2 separate regions of the Anser cygnoides genome follow, and region 2 is linked to region 1. The links are chromatin contacts, called in public Hi-C maps. All regions are on one chromosome and are shown on one strand. Each heading gives the region's core, a stretch centred on a gene start, on an enhancer-like site or on the middle of the called end of the contact. The rest is flanking DNA. Distances are from core to core; before and after follow the strand shown. Region 1 overlaps MAP4K4 (mitogen-activated protein kinase kinase kinase kinase 4). Region 2 overlaps MAP4K4 (mitogen-activated protein kinase kinase kinase kinase 4).

Evidence for each region. Hi-C and Micro-C count contacts between places; a contact is called where the count stands out from the background.
Region 2: a contact with region 1 is called in a Hi-C map of liver, with 4 times the contacts expected there. The contact joins two enhancer-like sites. A contact is called at or near these places in 2 of 7 Hi-C or Micro-C datasets (both in liver).

The regions. Positions count from the first base shown.
Region 1 is chr1:143,266,120-143,272,519 of Taihu_goose_T2T_genome, reverse strand. All of the region lies in intron 2 of MAP4K4 (mitogen-activated protein kinase kinase kinase kinase 4), which reads right to left. Among named protein-coding and RNA genes, the nearest start is that of MAP4K4, 19 kb to the right of the region's middle. Within about 2 kb of position 2,964, at least 2 of the 3 cell types and tissues checked have open chromatin away from gene starts, as enhancers often do. A contact at or near this core is called in liver, where this site is marked.
Region 2 is chr1:143,359,649-143,365,530 of Taihu_goose_T2T_genome, reverse strand. MAP4K4 (mitogen-activated protein kinase kinase kinase kinase 4) reads right to left here. Exons shown (of 30, transcript XM_066984391.1): 12 at 5,245-5,455. Among named protein-coding and RNA genes, the nearest start is that of IL1R2, 70 kb to the left of the region's middle. Within about 2 kb of position 3,855, at least 1 of the 3 cell types and tissues checked has open chromatin away from gene starts, as enhancers often do. A contact at or near this core is called in liver, where this site is marked.

The sequences.
Region 1 (6,400 bases), core at 1,715-4,214:
CAACTCAGCATTTTCTGGTCCCGGCACATCACCAACAAAGGCTGAGCCAGAGCGAGCAATAGCCTCGTTAGGAAAACAGTTACAAAGCCTTCTCCCAGTTTAGCATTTTTAATTTCTGTTTAAGGTGATTAGATCCGTGATTTGGAAGTTGGGCAGAACGTGAGATGAAAAGGCAAGCGCGAGGCTCCAGGTCAGGATTAACCCCAATGGCAGCACGTCAAGGTAAAGGAGTTCATTTTCAAAGCAGCAAGCTCCCTTGGAGCAGGCAGTTTAAAGTCAGTGCCTGGCATTTCTGTTTTCTCATTATCGCTTCCTCTGAGGTACAACAGTTTAGAAGGAAAAAGGAAACAAAGCAACACTTCATCACCATATACACATAATACGGCACACCCAGTTCTTGCCCAACAAAAAACACCTCTGAAGCTATTCCCGATAAGCCAAGTAAAGCAAGCAACAGAAACATCATGGGGATGTGCTTCTGAGGATGGGGAAGTAGAGAAACATTACTAACAGTTACCACAGTGTTCCTTGATTTTCCTTCTGTCCTGTGAAAGGAAATGATTTTGTTCTTAGCTGATATACAAGAGACGGTTTGGACTTGTAATCTACTGGCAAGCCTGATAAAGGAGGCAAACAAGCTTTGTGTTCTCATTGAGCATGGTATTTACAGAAGAATTTGGCTCCTTCTGTCCTTCAGTCCTTCGCTGGGGGTAAACTGGCACCTACCAGCAGGAATTTCTCCGTTCAGCCAGGCCTGCCCTCCCCTGTCAGTGCTGAGGCACTTTTTTCCTGCAAATGCAGTCAAGGAAGGGGCTGAAATGGGTGCCAGCTTCCTGGTCTCCCCTCTCTATTCATGCAAAGTATTAAAGTCTCAGGAAGAGAGCAGGGTCGGTTCCACCACGACTTTCCTACAGCACAGCAGATGATGGAGCAGCTCTCAGGGGGCAGGAGGTAAGGGATCACGTCTCAGGGGAAGAGCTCAGACCCCAGTTTCCAGCTAGCCAAATGCTCTAGCTAATCCACTACAGAAGCACCACCAGCATCCCCATACGCTTCCTGAGTGCTCATGTGGCTGTGGAGTCCTCAAAGGAAGAGCCATTTTCTGCAGCCCAAAGGTAAGCCTTCAGCTCCAGTCACAGCCCCGTTGCACACAATTCTCGCCAGCGTTTCACTTGACCCATACGTGGCTGTTGAGACACACACGATTTGTGCTGATGGTCCCAGAAGATAGCAAGGCACTACCTGCAACACTGCCCGGAGCGAAAACGGAGCGGGCAGCACGTAACGTTATCAAAAAGGGAAGGGAAATTATGGGGGCTCACCCTGCCTAACCACCCTTCCCTCCAAATCATACCGTATTTTCTATGATATAATTAGTAGCAAACTGCCGTCTCCCCCATCATTAGAGGGACTTTTCTGCTACCACCAGCCCAGGCTGGCCTGCGGTCGAGCAGGGACCCCGTTCCTGGGTTGCCAGACCACATTTCTCTCTGCTTGCCCCGTAACTGGAAGCTCTCCCTGGACTTCCCGATTTATCACGCCATGTGCTGTCCATGCCCACAGCAGAAGGCAGCGCACACAGACAGAGGTGGACCCTGATGAGCAAGAACCCCCAGCAGCCTAGCTTCCCGTTCCCCTTTTTTCAAACCCTGTATTTTCCAGCAGCATTCCCAGAAGCCCACTTCAGAGTAAAAGATCCCCACAGGACAAGCAGAAGACGACGCGGCCGTTTTGCAGCCCAGGCCCAGGCAGCCCGCGGGGCTTTGACAGAAGGGCACGTCGGGCAGGAAGCCCCAGAAACCTGGGATCAGAGAGTCCACAGAGACTTAAAAACTTAAGCGACCTTAAAAACGGATTTCATGAGTAATTCACCCTTGACTGGTTGCACACCCATACGTGGGCTTGGCACAGTGTGGTCAAAGCGGTTGCTGGATGACTCTTATCAAGATAAAATTGGCACTGCTGAACTCTGCCTAAAAGCAAGGGCAACAATCGGCTGGTACGGGCATAATTTATCACAGCTCTTGCAGACGGAAGTTAAATGTGCCAATCACAGCACCTCCGGGCACCAGACCACAAACAAATACAAGATTTGCAAAGACCACCTGCAAAAGGAGGTCACGTCGATGCATACATCTGCATTAAAATAAAGAAAAAGTCAACCATTATGCAAACCGCTGGACACTGCATTTTAAAAGCTTATCGGGCGAGCGTAGCCGAGCTGACAGGGCCTCCGCAGGAGGAGGATGTGCTTGTTAGGGGTATCCCTGTGAGGTTGGGTTGACATTGCCTTCTCAGAGGAAAGGAGAGCTTGCTTGAGCAATTTGCTTAATGCTGCATCTATTTTAAGAGCAGTGACCCAGATCTTTGTTTTGTCAGCAGATGACTTGGGTAACAGAGATGAATTGACAAGGAGTTAAACCGGCATTGGGCAACGCCAAGGTGCTGACAAGCACCGGCAGGTGACGGAGGAAGGTGGCACCACCAGGCTCTTCCACCTGAGCTTAAGCTTCCCAAAATGCCGTCAGCCCGAGGGTCACCTGTGGCCAGATTAAAATCTGCCGCGGATATCGCCTTACCAGCTGTGTGACCGTACCACTGTGACCATACCCACGGGGTAAGCACCGCTCCGGCCACCACGGCCACCAGAAGAGCTGCAGAGACCACGGAGACGTTCAGACTGGGCCAGGATCGTGAGGCACTTGCCTGATCTCGAGCACACATTTTTATTACGGTTGATGAATACGCAGCTGAGCTGTTGGCAAACAGAGAGGAGACACTTCGCCCAGGCCCGAAGACACGGGGAAATGAGGGCTGTTAGCAGACAGCTAGGAAAGACAGAGCCAGTCAGGTGGCTGGTATTACATTTTCTGTCTGGTAAGGTCTTTTGTTTCAGCTGTCTCCAGCATTTCTTAAATACCTATAACCTTATGGAAAACAGACTGGGGAAAGATTAATTTCCCGTGTATCGGATATTCTGAAGGACGGGGCATTCGAAGCTCAGATATCATTGTGGGGAATAAAATGACAGAAAACATCTCCGGAGGGGGTCTTAACAGGGTATCAGGAAGGTCTCTCAGGAGACAAACAACCGCAGATCTGGTTAAAACAGGGGAGAGACTGCAAGCTAGCCCCCGGGCTGCACCCCTAGCTGGGTGAAAGTATTTTTAGCAACCCTGCTCCGCACAGGGACATGCTGATTCCTCGCAACAAAACTTTCGGCCCGGCACACCAATGCTTACAAAACATTTTTATTTACCCTCCACAGTCCAGAGTCTGCTGGACCAAAGCACATGAGCACTAAAGCAGCAGCAAGAACAGACTGTCTAAAACAGCAACAACCAACTGCTTATGCAGTTTGGTTTTTTCCCCTTGACCTCCCTCTCCATTCGGCATATTGCGAACACCACCACGTTGCCTGGCGTAAATTACGAAGTGGGGACAACATGGGTGCATCTGCTCAGCAGAAATCACCTGAGTGCAGAGCTCCCTGGGAAGATGAGCTGATGCAAAGGCTGGAAACGCGACCGGGCTGCTCAGCGCCGAGCAGGTGAAAGCTGCGACCTTTGCTCCGCCGGCAGCCGAGGAGAAAGCAAACAGGCACGGCAGCTACATGCAAACACCCTCCAACTACGCCTCTGTGGGAGAGGAGCAGCCAGAACCCTGCTGAAAAGGGCATCAAACTCTAAGCTGAAGAAAAAAAAAATGAAACAACAACCAAATATTTTCTGACTAGCAATTTAAGAATTAACTATCAAAGAAAAAGGGATTTTAAGGGAGAGCAAACGCCCCCCCTGCATTCACTCCTCCCCTCCTACCATCCTCGATGCACTGGCTGCTGCCACCACCATGGCAAATTGCTGCCAACAGCAGAGCAAGACACGGTTCTTTAGAAGCAAATACGCACGCCCGCCCTTTTAATAAGGGATTTTTAATAACATATAAGAAGTAGCAATAAAACCTGTGCTAATACAATACAGCTAATCAAATCTTTCTGATGCAATAAATTTCAGGCGCGGACCTCCCCGCGACACCAGACCTCCCTGCGTCAGAAATGGAGCCTTATCGCCGGCTCCGCGGGGACTGCTCTGCCCATCACCAGGACGTGGCCGTGCCCCGTTACACCCAAGGGCTCCTTCCCAGACGAAACAGGATCACCATGGGGGCGGGGGGCAGAAAAAAAGGCAAGATGAAGAAAAACGTCAGGATCCTGGAAGGCTTGAAAAATCAAAAGTAATTGAAAGCGAACGGAATTCGACTCTACTACAGATTTATCAAATATTTAATGCAGAAAACCCCCTAAGCATGCCACTGTCACCCGAGCTGGAGAGAAATGTGCTTCTTTCCTAGCATATGGCTTAATCTGCTCCCAGGATGCATCTCTTTGCTCGGTAATTTCAGTTTAAACAGAAATGAACTGTAGATGTATATTTTAGCTAAATGACTGGCTTCTTTAAACAGACCCTGGGTAAGAGGGGCATTAACCTCCTCTCCCCCGGCCTGCTCAGCACCACTTATCGGTGACATGAAGCGCCTCTTTTCAGGGCGCGCCCTTTAATCCTTCTGCTGCCTCCACGTGAACCTCCGGCAGTGCAATGCCCCCCAGCGCCCGGTGCCCCCGCTCTGATCCTCAACCAGTCCCCTCACCGAGAGCATCAAACACAGCGGGTTAAATTCAGCGGAGCAGGACAAACAGGATCCCTGTCCAAGGGCACAAGCGTCTCCCTTTCGAGTTTGCTCTGGCAATCCAAACACAGGGGTCGAGCTGGAAACGTGCTTTTTCATTTCAAATGTAAACTCTTCCCAAGAACGTAACCCGTTTGCAGCAAATGCTGCACAAGCGGGATCCAGATCAGCGGGGGACGTGAACCCCAAGTACCTAAGCACCTATATTACTGCTGAATTTGTTATATAGGAGAAAATTGGTTAGAATTATTAGCAATGATTAGAACCCTTTGTGTAGCTCGTGCCTTAAAGAGGTCAGCACCAGACCCTTCAAGAAACAGATGTGCCCACTTGCCTGGACTTCCTACTGTTTTTCAGCCAGTTATTTCTCCAAGAACCACAAAGTCCCACAGTAGCCCCCTAACAGCCTACACCTTCCACGAATGCCTTTTCAGCCTACAGTAGCGTACATACATACACCACACCCGAATCATTTTCCTCTGGGATCAGCGCAGCTCCTCAACAAATGAATCTCTGTGTCCAGATGGTGCTCTCCACAGAAACTCCTCTAAGTACCTCCTAATACCTAAAAAACAGACTTGGCTCAATCCGCCCACAACTGTCACCTCCTTGCAGAGCAAGGGCTGGGGGGAAGGAGGTAATCTTAAAAAAACAGCTTGAGCAATATGTGCAATTGCATTTTTCCTGAGAAAAGGCTATGTGAATACGCTCAAAGTTGCAGACAACGGAGTAGGAGAGCTGTGATCTTCATAATTTGTTGCTGGCCACTACCAGGGGAATCTCTGCAATATTATCCAGCACTGGAAGGACTGAATGAAGATGCAATAGCAATTAGCACACATAGTGTTGGAGAGGGGATGGACATCAGCTTATGTCATCAGCTTCATCCCCCACTACTCGCAATGTGGCACAAGCTCATTCACGCCCCTGCCTAAATTCATCCACAATGCGAGGAAAACCTGGATAACTAATTTTACTTCACCTGGCAATCCCAGCAGGCCGGTGCACTGCCAGTACCGAAGCCCAGCATCGCCTGCAGCTCTGCCAGCCGCTCACCTCGGGATGCCCTGCCCGCGTTTGTGGGGCCAAGCGTAACCAACAGCGACAACAGTGGCAAAGCTGCAGGCTCAGCGGGCGATCACACCACACGTAAAGCTCCCACACCACACGTTATCATCATCCCAATGAATTACATGGACCGTTTCTCCAGGCCATAATCCCCAAGCTGTCTCATGGGGACAATGGCACAGGCTAGCTCACAGTGACAGTCTGCAGGGAAGCTGCCCACCACCAAGCTGGCATCAGCCCCATAAGGGCAACCTGCCCCCCCCCACTCCCTCTCTACCATTTGTGTGCCAGTTACAGCCTTACACACCGCAATTCAGGGCTTACAGAGCCGCCAGGCGCTTCCTTATACCTAAAGGAGCCGAGCATTCAGAAGTTGCATCAGATATTGGAAAGCTAGAAGCACTGAAATGGTTTAAAACAGAGCAGTTGAGGCGGGGCAGGGGGTGCCGGTAAAATGCACATGTTGCACTTTAGTACACTTTAGAGAAGGTTACTTTAGTACACTTTAGAGAAGGTTATTCAAAATTAGTTGTATTAAAATTTAAAGCAGTCCTCCCTGGTTTTATCCCCCTGACAGAATGTCTTTTTCACCTGCCACACCCAGCCTGAGAACAAGAATCAGCTGAGCTACAGAGGATCCAGCTCA
Region 2 (5,882 bases), core at 2,606-5,105, 92 kb before region 1:
GTACTGCAAATCTTGTGATGGCATCATTCTTGTTACAAGGAAGATGGGAAGAGTTTAGGTCTTTTGGATGAGACAAATTCATTGCTTTTTGAACCAAGGGAGAAGTAGTCAGCAATAAATATAAATAACTGAACTTAATAATATAAAAATAAATTACAAATTGACTAAGAGCCGATTTCCCATGGCATCATGAAAAAATACCAGTTGTTAAAAGTCGTTTATCAGTGTTAAAAAGTCTCGTCTCGTTAAAAGACGAGATCTTTAAACAAACCTTGAATAAGACTGCTAGCTCAGCACCTGTAGTAGATATTTATTATCCAGCAAATGATAAAAAAAGAAAGATTCTCTGCCACCAGTGTGTGGTTAAGTCAAACCTCCAAATCACAAGCGTGCTATTGTCCAAGTGCCAAAGTACACAGAGAGATTGGGTTTCTCTGCATCGCTTCCAGCTTCCCATCAGAAACCCCTTCAGCCCCTTGCCAAGGGAGTGGAAGGCAAGGCACCTGGCACTGCATGAGCCCATGCAAACACCCTGCATGATCTGCTTATTCCCAGCCCGAGCTGCAGGAGAACAGTTCCACTTCCTTTGGACACTGCCCTGAAACCTGAGCATTGAATGACTGGTTGTTAACAAAGTGGAATTTACATCTAACAAGCAAGGGAAAGGAAACCTAGGGTGACAAGCATCTCTCAGGTCCTATTCTACCTTTTGCAAAAGCGATGGCAAAGCTTGTTAGTTGCAAGCTGTCGTTGACCCAAGATGGCTTCAGGAGCAGCCCGTTAGGTGACTTCCTACAATGTTTCTGTCAGCACAAGGTCACCTTCCTGACTGCCTCTAGCAACTCTTCCACAAAGATACATCAAAAGCCCTGGCCACTGCCTTTCTTTGGCTTTCTCAAAGGAGGGGAGAGGGACAGGGAAAACCACTAAAATTTTTTAGGCTGAGTTAAAAACCAGTTTAAGTTCTGTTTATAGAGCCTGGACTTCCGACTTTAATACGTCCAGATGCTGTAATTCTTATGGCACAATACAAAAAAAGTCCTGGTGTAAAATACAAAAAAAGTCCTGCTGTAAAGCACTGTTCCTGTACATAACCAACAGACAGCAAATAGAGATCTGGATTCTCAGAAATTATGGATGCACATACAGATCTTCTTTAGTTGGATAGGGTATTACCAACTTACTTATACGTGTCACATGAAAAGCTTATTTTCAAAGAGGTAACTGTTACCCAGAAGGTGAGGGCAGGAACTCTTTGAAGAAATTTCAGAGATGCCAAAACAGAATTTTGACAGAAACCCACGCAAGCCTCAAATTTCTGCACTTCACAAAACATTACTATACCAACAAGGAAAAAAAAATTAGAAAATATAGTGTAAATACTCTGCCTCCTTATCTGGCTTCAGGGTGCATTAAAGATGATCTCATAATGGTACCCTACACCTCCAAACTGGAAGACCATGCAGTAGAGCACGATTTACCAGGAGGGGGCAATGCAAGTACACATGCAGTTGGTATATACCAACAAATCCAGGACCCGGTTCATACAGTGAATTGCCTAAGATGAATATAGACCACCCTATTTTTATATTCATAGAATATTATTACTCTTCCTTATACTCAGTTGAAGGCTGATAAATACATGCATTTATGATTTCTTTCACAAAGAACTAGGTAGGCTGCTATCAGCTTAGGAAGAGGATTATTAAGACTGATAACGAGACTTTTATTTTGCCCACAAAATAGTAGAGATAAGTCAGGAGTAGAACTTCTTACTCAGAACCAGTCCAAACTGCAGGCTATTTAAATGAAGTAGATATGAATAATCTGCCCTTATGTAAAAGAAACAAACCCCGACAGAAATCACCTGCGGGTACACGTACATTACCATCTTAGTTCAAATCAGGAATGCTCTTTTGAAGTGAATCATCCAATCATCTCCTCTTACCAGGTTTTGTTTCATATTTTAAAGAGGTTTCATAGTGCCAACCACTCCTTTTGGATGAAATTAAAAAGGCAGATGCACTCCAACCGCAAGCAGGCAGGCAGTCTAGACCTCGGCTAATCCAAAGCGACTCCTCCTGTCTTCAAACACACGTAGCGAAGTCTTTGGGTCCTCAGCACAACAATTACTGTGCTGTAAATCAAAATCTGTTTCTACTGGACTGTACTGCTTGCCAATGGAGCTATACCCTATCACCTCAAAAACATCCATCTTAGGTTCTCATAACCAGGGACAGAGACATCATTTAATCAGCTTACCCAAAACTGCAGAGGTCCACAAAGAATGGGATCCCACCACAGCTAATTCTGCATTTGTCAAACCAGACTCAGTTTTGCGAAGTAAAACTCAAATGTGTCTCCACATGCATCACACCGAGCAATGGTGTCTCCGTGTTGCTGAACAGAAACACAGACACCTGTTGGAACAGCCTAGCACAGCTCAGATCTCTTGTTTTAACCATCTAAGTACTCGTATGTCATGGAGCTGATAGTTATGCAACGAATCCTTATGCTCATTTTTAAAGGAGGGTGGGAAGGAGCAAGAGCAATCCCCGTTACAAAATGTTTCAAGTAATTTCCTGCACTTTGACCATGTATAATTTCCACCTCCTAAGTCATACACAAATCACAAGGTCCCTGCAACAACTTGTAAAAGTCACCTCTATGCCTTTTAAAAAGTAATCTTTTCTCTTACACTGCTGAGAATTATATTTGGCAGATGTCCTAAGCACCGTTCCTGTTGCAGTCTTAGTCAAAACTGTCTAGGCTCTGGGCCAGCATTGTAAGAACAAGTCCTCAATTTTAATTTAGGAATGAGGGGGGGGGACAAGCAACTTGTCCAAGGAGATTATCTAACACATAAAATTCTTCCCAAAGAACGTCAAATAGGTATACCAAAATACACAATTACTGTATACAGGCAAAAATTAAAAGAAAGCAATGCTTCGTAAAAATATCAACAAACCGATGTAAACCCAGAGATTCAATGCCTGATGCTAATCTTAACTCACATTACCAAGCTTCTCATTGTTTACTAGCCTCATCAAAACAGTGGGTGAGTTAAGGACAGAGTGACAACATTTCAATATTTTGGCCTTCAATTGTGTCACAACACTGATGTTTATCTAAATACGTGTCTACCACCCTTCCCCCATCTTAAAGAGCTTGTTTTGGCTGTTGCTTTGTTAGGAATCACCGGGGACCACACATTTTTCCAACAGAAGATCCAACAAATTGAGTTGTTTTTTTTTTTTTAAAAGCTTACTGTGAACCTTCATTTAATTCATTTTAAGGACAATATTCACCAGCACCACCTGCAAAAGGAAACCTTTACAGCTTGTCATTCATATTTATGTTTCTAAGTGAACCAGGCAGAGGTTATAGACTCAATAAAAGATAATAGCTTCTCTCTTTCAAACTCTACATGGCTTGCTGTGTAACCTTATTCAGTAATACATCAACCTACATTACATGCTGTCTTGTGGTTGCTAAAGTTGTTAGCTCTGCCTTGTATTTTAAGAAGCAGCAGAACTGTTTTAAACATAGCTTTCAGATACCTGACTTTTCTTTCAATTGCTCATTAAATTGTGATTTCTGCAACATCTCAAAAAAACTTTCAACCCTGTGCAGCAAAGAGGGATATTGCTTAATTCCCATTATTAGCAGCAATGTCTCCTTTATTTTAAAAGGAAACTACTAAAGTTAAATGACCTAGACAATTTAATTGTAATCCCCTTTCTCACTGGAGAAGTACCCCTGCAGAACCCTAGAGATTAAAGAGGCATTTAAAAGACCTTGTTGACTAAGCTAAAGTTTAGAGGATAAGTGATATCTCAACTTTTGCCCACCTTTGTTTGACATTATTAATTTAAAAAAAAATATTTTCACATTGGCTCCTTGTTCTCTCTTCATAGCATCTTTTTATGATCTGCTCCCCCTGCAACATCGCTACGGAGCCAGAGTCTAAAAACAGCTGGATGAGCAATGATGTTTATCTTGGCAATCTCAGAAGGGTGGGGAAGAAACAGAGGAGAAAATGGAGTTTATAAGCCTCCCCCGTGTCCCTCCTCCTCCTGGTTCTATGTGTGGCTGAGTGTTTGCTACCAGTCCCTTCTTACAACAGCACTAAATTCACTGGCACATTGAAAAGGAGGGATAAGGAGCATAGCGTGACCTGAAAAGCCATTTGGAATCTTCTATTATTTGTTACGTAAACACGTCACGTGAAATTTAAAGTCAGGATGCAAATCAACATTTGGTCCTGGTTGCCTCCTCGTTAAACATTACAAGGATTTGGAAAACCAAACTGGGTGTAGTTTTTCCACCATTGCTAAGTGAACAGTAGAAACAGCGACTCAAACAAGAGGTCATTTAAGGACGACTGGAATCTGACCCTGCACTTCCTGAGGAGCCAGATGATTGGTTTCACTGCAGCTTTCATACCCAGCTTTGGCTAAAGAACCGTTTTGAAAGTTCTGAAGCTCATAGTGAATATTCTACTATGTAGATATAAACATGCACAAGATCTTAGGAGGCAAAAAATAGGACAGAACAGTATTCTATATCTGCATTTTTCCTTTACTTTTCAGACTGTATACTGCACACCTGCCATACCACAAAAGTGTGATTTAGTTATTAACAATTTTTATACAATTATAATTTCAGCACCGATTTTAAATCATATTTATAATTCTGTGTGGCTTTTAGTCATCATGGTACTATGTGTGAGAGGAGTAATACACGAAAAAAAAGGTTTCTGCCTACCATGAATGAGTGCCAAACACAGATGTTTGAGAAAGCTTTCAAGTGAAATTCTAAGCATGTCATGTCCCCCCTCAAAATCATCTTAAGGCACTGCCCAATTAAAAAAAAAAATCCATAGGGGAATAATTAATGTCTCTCATTCTCTACAGCTACCTAAAGCCTAGACATGTTGTCTCTTCTTTGGAACAGAGACCAAGGCCCAGCCTTCCCCCAGATACCTTCAAACAACTAGGCTTTGGCTTCTGTTGCCTCCATAGGAGCTGCTGGATATTCAGTGCTTCGGGAGACTGCTCATATTCAAGTAGCCAAACATGGATTTAAGTGTTTTGCTCTACATTTGCCAGTGGATTTGCACGTGTTGTTTTCCTTCCTGAGATGTGCTGGAGCTACAGGGAACTCTTTCTAAATGGGCGTGGGAATGGGAAACACAAGTGGAAAAGGGGCTCTTGGCGCCGAGCACCAGCCTGCCGTCTCTACCTCTTCCAGCCGTCTCCTTTGCTCCTTTTGCTGTTCGATACGCTTCTGCCTCTCTGCCAGCAGCTGCCTCTTGTACTCCTCCTGCTCGCGGAGCTGCTGCTCCTGCAGCAGCTGCTGCCTCCGAAGGGCCTCGGACCGTTCCTTGTTTTCCTGCTGCAGCCTCAGGAAATCACGTCGGAGGGTTGATTCTCCAGGCACATTGACAATGGAACTGCAACAAAAGGAAGTTGAAGCCTCCCATACAATAAAGCCTGATGGGCCATTAAATACCTTTTCCAAAGCAGGGGAACATTAATAAAATATATCATGACGTTAAATTTTAATCTCATTTCTTTCAGAATGAAGACACTGGATGCACATCAAATACGCACTCGCAGTGGAAGGCGTGAAATGAGGCCAAGCAAAATAAGGACCAACTCTGACATTTCGGAGCCCCTGACCAGTCACATTTACCATAAATCTCCTTCCATTCAGAGCTCTCTGGCTCTAAGCCATATGAGAGGGAGCTTTAAAACCTTTAGCAGTCATACAAGAGGTATTCAAACCCTCCGGGTGGTTTGTGTGGCTTGTGCACACACTTAATAGAAGACAGAAATTTAGTGTGCTCCTGATTTATAGTCATGGGCTTTAGACTAACT